2 separate regions of the Mus musculus genome follow, and region 1 is linked to region 2. The links are chromatin contacts, called in public promoter capture Hi-C maps. All regions are on one chromosome and are shown on one strand. Each heading gives the region's core, a stretch centred on a gene start, on an enhancer-like site or on the middle of the called end of the contact. The rest is flanking DNA. Distances are from core to core; before and after follow the strand shown. Region 1 holds the start of Ces1g (carboxylesterase 1G). Region 2 holds the start of Ces1c (carboxylesterase 1C).

The links. Promoter capture Hi-C pulls out the DNA fragments that hold promoters and counts their contacts.
Region 1: a promoter capture Hi-C map of liver shows a contact between it and region 2, with 2.1 times the contacts expected there. The contact joins the promoter of Ces1g here to the promoter of Ces1c in region 2. A contact is called at or near these places in 2 of 39 promoter capture datasets (both in liver) and 4 of 484 Hi-C or Micro-C datasets (liver and nephron progenitors).

Annotation. Positions count from the first base shown.
Region 1 is chr8:93,335,742-93,341,824 of GRCm38.p6, forward strand. It overlaps Ces1g (carboxylesterase 1G), which reads right to left and starts at 1,468. Exons shown (of 14, transcript NM_021456.4): 1 at 1,362-1,468. The coding sequence starts at 1,413.
Region 2 is chr8:93,127,268-93,132,755 of GRCm38.p6, forward strand. It overlaps Ces1c (carboxylesterase 1C), which reads right to left and starts at 4,016. Exons shown (of 13, transcript NM_007954.4): 1 at 3,940-4,016; 2 at 3,428-3,632; 3 at 237-381. The coding sequence starts at 3,991.

The sequences.
Region 1 (6,083 bases), core at 218-2,717, 210 kb after region 2:
GGGAGATGACAAAATGAGAGTAAATGAAGAATAAGCATGGAGCACAGAGGGCTAGAGACAGCACCATGCAAGGCACTTCTGGGAAAAGAAAATGGCATATGAATATGACCAGGTCAGTCCAAGGGGAGAGATTATAATCCTGTGTTATTGGGGATGTGTAAAGAAGGATACCAAATACCTAGTTAAGGAGCTTTATGTAGTGGGTAAATAATCACAATAAATAGCTATGGGATCACTCAGGTTCTAGAAGAGGCGAGTCATAACATTAAGCATGATCATGCAGAGGGAGAAAATTTGGGTATTGGACTTTTGCATAACTACTGCCTCAGCTCTATTCTTGCTCTGTGAAGTCTTTCCCTCATCTCCCCACAGCTTCTCATTTGTTCTCTTTCTGCCTGCTGTGGATCTCTGACTTAAGGTATGTTTTATTTGAGATGTTTTTCCTTCAAGGCCAATGATTTAACAATGCAACAAGCCCACCATAGTTTTGAGAGTGTCTGTTATCAAGAGTAGCTGATAGTGCTATAAACAGTGTTATAAAAAAATCATGCCATGCACTGAGGAAAGCCCTATGCTTAGTCTCTTTGCTTTTAGGTTACCAGACACAATGAGGTATCTTTCCTGAGACACATATGTGTTAAAATGTCCATAGGTAACAGCATTGCTATTTTGTGTGACTTCCAAGATTCTATGCTATAGTAGACACTTCTATAATGAGAGGAAAGAGTTACGCAATGATCTGGAGATGTATATCAGAAATTTATAGACTAACTTCTAAATCTTCAAATTCTCTGAAATTATCCCAACTAGGAAAGGCTACATCACTGTCCCCTGTCTCCCCTCTTCTTTCCAGGGTAAACCATGACAAAGACCTTTGACAGCAGCTTCCATTCTGCCTCAGCCTTCTTAATAACCCAGTGCATCTCCCTCTGCCATAACTTCGTTGCTTTGCCCCACCCCTTTTCGGGAAATTTTCAGGAAGAAATTACCTTTTCAATGCTCAACAGTTCTTGGCTAATTCTACAAGTCAAACTTCCTATGGATATACTCTACTTTAAAGCACATATATATATATATATAATATCCCCTAGACCAGCCGGTATTCAGAGTGTTACAGAAAATTGTTCATTTCACACTGGACTGCAACCCAATGGGGAAGAAGCAGGCACGGCAAAATTAAATTCCTCACTCAAGGACATAAAACTCCAAAGCCCTCAGCTTAGAGTAACTGGTGTATTCTGTCCATGTCTGGCGGATGAACACCTCTAAGAAATGGGATCTGTTTTTAATTTTCCTGAATGCATCTGCATTCACCAAGGCCCAGGACAAAGAATTTCAAATGTGCACCCGGAAGTACTCACCCAGACTCAAGCAAGCAGTGAGAGAGATCAGACTCAAAGCACAGAGCCACATCATGGAAGAATAGCAGCTCTGGGGTCTAGTGAGGTGTCTGGTGGTGGAGATAATGCACTGATCCTGCCCCACAGCTATAAACTCATGCCTGAAATCCTGCCCACTAAGCCAATTTGCATAGAATCACCAAATGAAAATTCCTGACTGAGAGCTCTCTGGGCGCCTAATGGGACTTCTTAGTCACACCGACCTAGAGTTTAAACAAACTCTCTCTCTTATTTGACCAGCCATTGGACAGCTCTCAGATAACAGAGGTCCATAAACTAACCAAGGAACATCTTACATAATGTTTCTCCCCTTTGGAATTCAAACCTCAGTGTTCTGTCGGCCTCCCAAAGGCAGAGAGTAGCACAGCAGGCCTTCAGACAGGGAAAAGCTTTGATTTGACATCTCCAGTAAACAATGATAAATTTTAGAACAAATCAAAACCTCCAAACATCTCAGATCCATGATCTGAATACATCTCTTGGCATCCCTGGGCTTGTGCTTCCTTGAGTTCTAGACCCATGGTTGGTCTTTATACTTTATCCAGGGTCTGCTGATGTCTAAATACTGCCCTTACAATACTCCTATCAAGTGCTCTGTCTTCTTCTACTCTACTCTAAGGTCAGAGAGATCACTATTTTAAAGAACAGGGGTTTGGAGACAGTTTCTCCCCATAGTAGGTATCCCTCCATAGTCTAATTATCTGCCTATTCATTATCCGTCCATTATTCAAACATTAACCACAATGACTAGCATTTCCTTCTACAGGAAAGAAAATGGGAAAGGAAAACTGCAAGCCTAGCACTCTATTACCACCCTCACCCCCACCCCCAGATATCTGTGAATGTAGTTTTCTTCAGTGAGAGACTAAACTGCCCCACACTCATGTAACCAAGGCAACATGTGCAGCATCATTTTCTAATTTAGCTATGTGTTTGGGGTTCTGTTCTGCCTAAGGGTCTACAGTATCTTCTTTAAAATCATTTGTAGGCAGTATTGTGGCACTTTCATAAATATGCCTTAAATTTATTTCCTTTTTTGTCCTCCTCCCACTTTGCCCTCGCACACCCTTCTTGTTTATCCCTGTTCTCCTCCCAGCTGGCTAACCTCTGAGCTTTTGTGCCATGTGGGTTTCTGACCTAGGCCAGCAATTCATTCCTGAATGATAGAGTCCTGAGAAACAAGGTGCAGGGTGTCAGAGTTAAGGAGATAGAAAAGATGGGCTTAAGAAATCTTACACAAGCAGTGGGTTATGCCAAGCAAATTTACTAAGAAGTATAGCATCTTATATACTATCCCTGGGAGAGAAATCAGATAGAGCCAGCAGAAACAATCTTACAATGAGATGAAGTCAGCAGGAAGTTAATCAAGCAATGTTGCAAAAGAGAAATGCAGGGTATCTGAAAAGCTTGAGACCAACACACAGTGGCATTGGGACTTGTAACCATAAATATAGAAGGAAGAATTAGGTTTTCAGGATCCAAAGCCACAGCTTCCCCAAGGTGCTGGATCCAAGCCATTAATGTCTCTACTAAGTAAATTCTTGGTTTTAGATAAGTAAATGTGTTCCTTCTCCTACATCAGGAAAAAGCTCTCATGTCCCTGGGTTCAGGCTATTACTGGCTCTGCCAAACTTGTTCCTGGTTTAGAGAAAGAGCTATGTTCCTTCTCTATACATTAGGGCTTCTGAGAAAGCCTTGAATCAGTCGAGCCTTCAAGATTTTCAATGATCTCAACTCTCTAAGGATATTTTCCTCATTTATAAGAGTCCCATCTCTAGTTACTGTCCTCTCCCTCCCTCTCCCCTTCCTTGCCTCGCCCCCTCCACACACACACAATTCTAAATCCCACATGTGAAAATAGCATGTATACTATAGATCTAAGACCCAGCAGCCCTTTGGAAGAGAGAAATCCATTTTCTGTTAGGGTAATAGTCTCTGCTGAATGTCAGGTGAAGACAGATTAATTTGTTTCTAAATGTCTTTATTTCCTTGGCTGTAATATAACTAAGCTGTTTAAAAACAAAGACACAACTAAAACGAGTTGGGAGCACAGAACCAGGCTAACCTGGGTAAGGACACAACAATTGGCTATCCAACACCAAATGATCAGCCCTGAAAGCATACACACAAGTAACTTGGTTTTAGGTAAGCAACTGTGTTGTGATGACCCCCAGCCATAAAATTATTTTCGTTGCTACCTCATAACTGGAACTGGGCTACTGTTATAAGTCACAATATAAATATTAGATATGCAGGATATTTGATATGTGACCCCTGAGAAAGGATAATTCAACCCCCCAATAGGCCACTACCCACAGTTTGAGAACTGATGGCTTAAAGGGAGGAAAGGAGAGTGGGGAAGTTCTAACACAGAGGAAGGACAAGACAGTCACAAACAACACAGGAACCCGGGGGGCGGGGGGGGGGGAAATGAACTTTGTGAGAGGAATAGATAATAAACAACTGAGAACCAGGAAAGACTCAAGTATGTTCAACTTGGTAAGCCAATGATCTCCTAAGGTGACTAAGACAGAAGGTAAAAAAAAAAATGTTCAAACCCAACAGAAAAGCAGCCAACTATGTGATAAACATACACAGGCATTGGAAGAGGACAGTGAGAAAATGATTTACCAAGCAAGGAAAAATGAACTTACCATTGCTGTGTCAGACAAAGTAGACCCCAAGCCAAATTTAATAAGAAGAGATAAAATGGTTACCACATACTATTAAAGGCACAATATCCAAAGCTGATATAACAATAGTAAATATTTACTTGCCTAAATGCTGTTAGACCAAGTTTTATAAACCAAACATCACTGAACATAAGGGATAGACAAGTCTACATACAAATACAGTGTTTCATTTCAATACTCTATTCTTATCAACAGACAGATCATAAATATAACAGTAAAACAACATAATAAAGATGATGGTGATGCCAGGCAGTGCACTTGGGAGGCAGAGGCAGGCAGATTTCTGAGTTTGAGGCCAGCCTGGAATACAGAGTGAGTTCCAGGACAGCCAGGGCTACACAGAGAAACCCTGTCTCGAAAAACCAAAAAAATAGAAAAAAAATAAAGATGATGATGATGACAATGGTGATGATGAATCATTTGCCAAGAGCCTTCACAGTTAAACCACCACAGATGAAATGATTTATCAAATACTTACCATGTCTCATTCAACAACTACAGAATACATATTCTCTATAGCCCATGGGACTTTTCCCAAAATGGATTATATTCTGAGTTATAAAGCCATTCTTAACAAACAAAATATTTGAAGCAAATTCTTGTATATAATCAACTCATAGTGGGGTAAAATTAAAAATCAATGGAAAAAGAATCTAGAAAAATGAACAGATGTGAGGGTGACTGTGGTCTCATAGAATGAGTTTGTGCCTTCTCTTTGTATTTTGTGGAACAGTTTGAAGAGTAATGGTATTAGCTGTTCTTTGAAAGTCTGAAAGAACTCTCCTCTACAACCATCTGGCCCTGGGATTCTTTTGGTTAGGAGATTTTAATGACTGCTTCTATTTCCTTAGGGGCTGTAGGATTATTTAAATTGTTTATCTAATCTTGATATAACTTTGGTAAGTGGTAGCTATCAAGAAAATCATCTACTTCGTTTAGATTTTCCCATTTGGTGGAATACCATCTCTTGAAGTAAGATATATTGATTCCTCCTGTAGCCAGGTGGAACTTCTGGTGGGAGGAGGGGGACACCAACCTACCCATAAAACCTTCAACCTAAAGTTTTTCCTGCCTTCAAGATATGCAGGAATAAAGATGAAGCAGAAACTGAGGGAATGGTCAACCAGTGTCCGACCCAACTTGAGACCCATCTCATGGGAGAGAGAGACAACTTCTGACACTATCAGTGATACTCTGTTATGCTTGCAGATGGGAGCTTAACATAATTGTCTTCTGAGAGGCTTCATCCAGCAGCTAATGAAAACAGATGCAGATACCCACAGCCAAACATGAGGTGGAGCTTGGACAGTCTTATGGAAGAGTTGGAGGAAAGATTGAGGAAGACAGAGGTGTCAAGATCACCTGGAGAAGATCTACAGAGTCAACTAAGCTGGCCCAACGGGGGCTCACAGAGACTCAACCAAAAAACAAAGAACTTGCAGGGGCTGGACCTAGGCCCCTGACACATCAGTAGCAGATGTGCAGTTTAGTCTTCATGTGAGTCCCGTAACAATTGGAGTTGGGGCTGTCTCTGACTCTGTGGTCTACACTTGGATCTCTTTTCCCTAGCTGGGCTGCTTGTTTGTCCTTAGTGGGAGAGAATGTGACTAGTTCTTCTGCAACTTGATGTTCCAGAGAAGGCTGCTACTTATGGGGGCCCTCACCTTCTCTGAGGAGAAGGACATGGAATAGGGGGAGTGGGATTGGGGAACTGGAAGGAGAATAGGGAAGAGGCTGAGAATAAATAAATAAATAAATAAATAAATATTGAACAATATTCACTCGTGTGTGTTTATTGAAAAATTTCTTCTCGCCCTTCCGCTCGACTCGAGACTCGAGCCCCGGGCTACCTTGCCAGCAGAGTCTTGCCCAACACCCGCAAGGGTCCACACGGGACTCCCCACGGGACCCTAAGACCTCTGGTGAGTGGACCACAGTGCCTGCCCCAATCCAATCGCATGGAACTTGAGACTGCGGTACATAGGGAAGC
Region 2 (5,488 bases), core at 2,766-5,265:
TCAAGGCCAGCCTAGTCTACAAAGTAAGTTCCAGAACAGCCAGGGCTACACAGAGAAACCCTGTCTCGAAAAACCAAAAAAAAAAAAAAAAAAAAAAAAACCTAGAAGGAAGCTGTGGTCCCAGAATCACTCCTGACTTATGTGCTCCTGACCCCTGCTGCCTTTATCACCTTCTAAGCCCACAGAATATCGAGATGCTCAAACTTAAAGTCTGGAGTAATGGTTCCCGCACTTACAGGCAATTGGCTGCTTTTTGTCAAATCGGCAGGACTGTAAATATTCAGGTAGAGACAGTCTTCCGAAATCTTGAGAGGCAGGATCTCCTTTTCGGTGCTGAACATATCTGAGAGTATCTTTGCCCAACCTGCATCTTGGGAGCACCTGGGAGGGGAGAGAACATCTGAGAATCCACCAGAGTGAGCACCTTACCTCGTGCTGCACTGAGATATTTGAACCTATATTAGTAGTTACTATTACTTGGCTGGAGTCATTGCCATGGGTGAGGTGGGAAACATGGAAATCTTTAGGGTCTCTAAGTCCTACAGAGGGAGAAGCAATTGGTAGCTCTTCTCTTCATGGAATTTTTGGGATGTTCTGGACCAAGGAGAAAGATGATTGTATGGTGACCTGCACTATGAGATGTCACTTTCCACAGTTCCTGGACTGGGCTTTGAATGGTGGTCTCTAGTTGACTATGCTCCTCTACCAGGTAAATGCTACATAGTTCTCAAAAACATTCATTAACCAAGACAGTCAGTTAAAATGGTAGGCAGCCTGTTGTAGGTCGATACAGGGAAGAGCATCGTAGTGGGAAAACCTCAGGAAAGGTAAAGACTAGCTTTGTCTCAGACATGATGTGCTGGGTAGCCTAGAATGAATTTCTCTCCTGCTCTGACCCCAAGTTTCCATGTTCAGGTGGAGTGAGCAAAGTCTCCAAAGGTCTTGTTGCGTGACCTGCTAAGGTCCAACTTCTTCCTGTTCCAACAGCCACTATTGACTCCTCAAAAGAGGCTCTTAAACAAACAATGTAGCATGGAATTCAGAGCAATTATTGAATTCTCCCAGAGTATTAGGAACATACTCAGGTTCTCCTTGTATATGAAGCCATTCATGGGTCAGTTCAGCCTAAGGCATCTATTATTCTTTCTGTTTTACAGTTGAGGAATTGGTGGCACAGAGAGGTTTGACAGAGGGCTGGAGGACACAGAGCTAGGAAGATCATGTTAGGTAGTGCTTATACTTCAAGTAGATTATAGCAACACCCCAGGGCACTTTGCAGTGAGAAGATCTGCTATAACCGTCACTGGGTATAGAAGTGATGCTGTGTAGAGACAGCATGGCACAAGCCACATCAAATGACAGAGAGACCTGAATGTCTGTCCCAGGTCATTTTTCCTACACCACTGAGAACAGTGCATGATATTCATAAAAATATAAATTTACATGTCACATCTGGATAGAAGAATTCAGGCTCACTAATGCTTAGAAAAAATGTAGTATAGAAACAATGTTTCTGTTTATTATTGTTATGGTCTCATTTTGTTTACCCAGTGTACACAGGAAAAATTCATCAAGTAAGGCAAGGCATGGGTAAAAGCCAGGGACAGAAGTTTGTAAGTTTCCATGGGAGAATTGTGCAGAGTTTGGTTGTTTATGGAGACAAATGAACCCAAAGTTCATGTTTTTCACTCAGCAATGTGACCTTTGAAAACTTATCCCAAACTGTTTATGGTTGTATTTAATGAATCTATCAGAATTTTGTTCATTACCAAAAACCTAAACTATGTATATGTATATGTACATATATGTACATATAATCTTATTATATATTATATTTGTTATTATATACCATTAACATTATATTACACATTATAAGATAAAATATATTTTCATACCACATATATGTGTAACATGTATATTATATACATGGTATGAAAGGATGCTGATGTATATGAATATGCCAGGATGCTACCCACACTCTCTATTTATATTCTCTGTTTAATGGAGGAATTACACAGACAAAGGCCTTGAAAGCATGATCTCAATTGTTAATAGCAGCTAACTCTGGGCTGTTGAATTGTACATGATTTTAACTCTCCTTCTCTTGTGTGTGTGTGTGTGTGTGTGTGTGTGTGTGTGTGTGTGTGTGTGTGTGTGTTAGAGTATTGTCTTACTTTGCAAGCAAAATGAAAACATAGCAAATATTATTTGTAGATGAAAGGCATGGAATGGTAAGAAGACAGCCAGAAACAGAATCCTGGAAACTCCCATAGGAACCTTGAAGAGGATATGAATGCTGTCTGATCCGACATTTGTATGTGTTTGAGGTTCTCCTAGGTGGCCATGAGGCCATCTGGAATTCTCGGGCTTGTTCACTCAGTTGCCAGGGGTGATGTGACACACCCTTAATAGTTGCTTGTTAGTAGGTAGCTAGGTAGATCTGGGTGTGAGAACTTTCAGTCATCTTTACTATTCTCTTCACATACCAGTCCACAGCTACCACACTCCTAAGCAACACTAAAGTTCAAATCAGAGTACTATAGCAGCTCACTTCTCATTGACCTTATCTGATCAATTGCTATTTTCCAAAGTATTTAGGATATTCTAGGTTATTATATACTTGATGTTCTGGTCCACAGATTTCTCATTTTCTCTTTTCATCCAATAGGATAAAAGATTCACAAAGTACAGATTTATTTCCTTAAATAGTTTGTGAAAACCCAGAATATTACTGATTCACCACATGTACTTAGTAAGTTTGTCCTAAATAAAGGGTTTGGAAAACTACGAGTGTACTTAGTAACTAGACCATATTTAACCATGCTCTCAGGGATGCCAGTAGTTACTATTAATATAGCTAATCAGAGGATTGCCTCATCTCCATACTGGATCACTGTTGCTATGTATTGTAATGCTAAGTACTGGCTCTGGTTGCCTCAGGGAAGAGGAGATCCTCAGTTACAGCAAGTGATGCTGTGTAGCCATCACAAGGTATCCTTGATTGGTCAATAGAGATGCCTACAGCCTATAGCTGGGAAGAAGAGAGGTAAACAGAATTTCAATTCCTGGGCTTGGGGTCTGAGATAGGACTATGAGATGGGGCAGAGAAAGTGAAGAGAAGACAGATGGCACTGGGGAGGTGAATCATAAAAACATAGCCACAAAGGCTGGCCAGTTAGTGTAAGAGCAGCCCAGGCGAAACATGGTAAATTATATCTCAGGGTTATTAATAGAGAAATAGACAAAAAAGCTTAGACATTAAATATCTGCCCAACTCCAGTGCTTTAAAGTCTTACTATAAATATAAAGGTTGTATGTTTTTCATTTGGGAACTAAATGATCCAAGGAATGGCAGAAACCTCCAATTAACATTAAATATTTATCTCAACACATACTCACTAAAATAGTCCCCATCCCAGTGGCTTACATAGGAGGGTAGGAGGTGGCATTCTTCACGAAGCTCCAGGGCTCTGCAGGCTGTGGTGGAGCAAACCTCAGAGATCCAAGAGGGGGCTTGGCAAAGGGGACTCCCAGGAAGACGGCCACAGGCTGTTCAAATCCTTCTAAGCTGATATACTTCCCCAGGACTTTGCCTTGTGTGGTGTCCACCACAGGTGGTAAGAGTGAGTGTCCTGATGGTCGAGAAAATGTGAGGACACATCAGAGGGGGTAGATCAAACCTGGATTCATGGTTGGTTTAATCACTTTTAGGCTTGTATCATTGATAGTCATTTGAATCTTCTAAGGCCTCTTTTCCTTCCAACATTAAATACAGGGTCAACTAAAACATAATCTGTTTGGAGGTATAAAAGTCGCCCATCTAAGCCAGCACAAGAGTCAGTGCTCTGCTTTGTGCCTGCCCTGTATACATTTCACCTACTTCATCAAAGACAGATTTCCATATGTGTAACCCAATGTTTGTAATCCAGAAGTACTTACCCAGAATTGGGCAAACAGCAAGAGAAGCCCAGACCAGAGCATGGAGCCACATGTTGGAAGGAAGGAGAGGAGCTCTTAGAGACAGGGAGGTGTCTGCTGCTTAAATAGAAAGCCTTGTTCCTGCCTCTTTGCTGTGGACCCTCCTCTAGACCAATTAGCATAATTACATAAAGCTCCCCCTCCTCCAAAGAGCTCCCTGGGTGTTTGTTAGGACCTCCAAGCCACACCCACTACGAGTTTACTCTTCTTTTTCTTTAAAGATACTACCCACACTCTGATACCAAATGGCCACAAACTCATCCAACCTCTTATGCAAACACTTCTGTTTGAAATAAAAACTCAGTGCACTTTGAACTTCTCAAGGTAGGCACCAGCAAGCAAATGCATGGAGGCAGGCAGAAGCTTTGGGTTAGGATTCCCACACAAGCTGGAGAATTAAGAGCACTTCACATCCCCAGTGTTTCTCTGCTGGGAACATTGCACACTTTCCAGCTGCCATGGGCTGCTATTTCCTAGAAAAGATGCTCTCAAGTTTGGAAGATTTCTAATCTCACTCTTCAGCCAACATTTATTTCATATGCCAACTATCCTTGCCTGGTGGCCTGAAGCGCCAATGCACACCTTCTCTGTTAATGATCTCACTGCTTTTGGAGCAGGGATGTTTAAACAGAATGTTTGTATTAGTTACTCCTGGTTGTTCTGATGAAACGCATAGAGCAAAGGCAACATAAGGAAGAGAGAGTATTCAGAGGTAGAGGAGTCTACAATGGCAGAGCAGAAGCATGGTGACACGTAGCAAACCAGATGGTTGGAACAGAGAGATGAGAGCTCATAATATTTAAATGTAAGCTCACAGCAGAGAGTGAACTAGAAACAAGAAAGCTTTAAATTCTCTAAGCCTACCTTCACTGACATACTTCCTCTAATAAGGCTACATCTTCTAAATATCTCCAAACAACAGCACTGCCTGGTCAAGGAGTGTTTGAATGCCTGAGACTATCGGAACAGTTCTTACTCAAATACTCCATTGTTTTTATGTCAAATAAACTCTGTGAACCACAATCTTTTGGCTAATCATCCACACATGCCTCTTTCTATGAAATCTTTCTTTCTTGGAGATTTTATTTTTATTTTAAGTGTATGAGTATTTGTGTGCATATACGTCTATGCAGTATATGCATGTAATACCCACAGTGGCCAGAAGAGGGAGGGCTTCAGGACTTCAGGGAATGGAGTTATAAATTGAGAACCAATAAATGGGTATTGGAAATTGAACACCTGTCCTCTACAAAAGCAGCCATTGCTCTTGATGACTGATGCACATCTACAGACCTTATCTATAAATTAATTAAAATGCCCCAAATGTTTGGCCTTAAGTCCACTGGAATGTAGGGCAAAATAAACAGAATATGTATTGCTTGATTTCTGCTTTAACTATGTGGTATTATTTCTGTTTCTCAACCCTAGAAACAAAGAAGCATGTGTCTCTCTGCAGAACATTTGGAAACTTTGTGGCAAAGGGTCACTGTATATATATAATTTAGCTTTG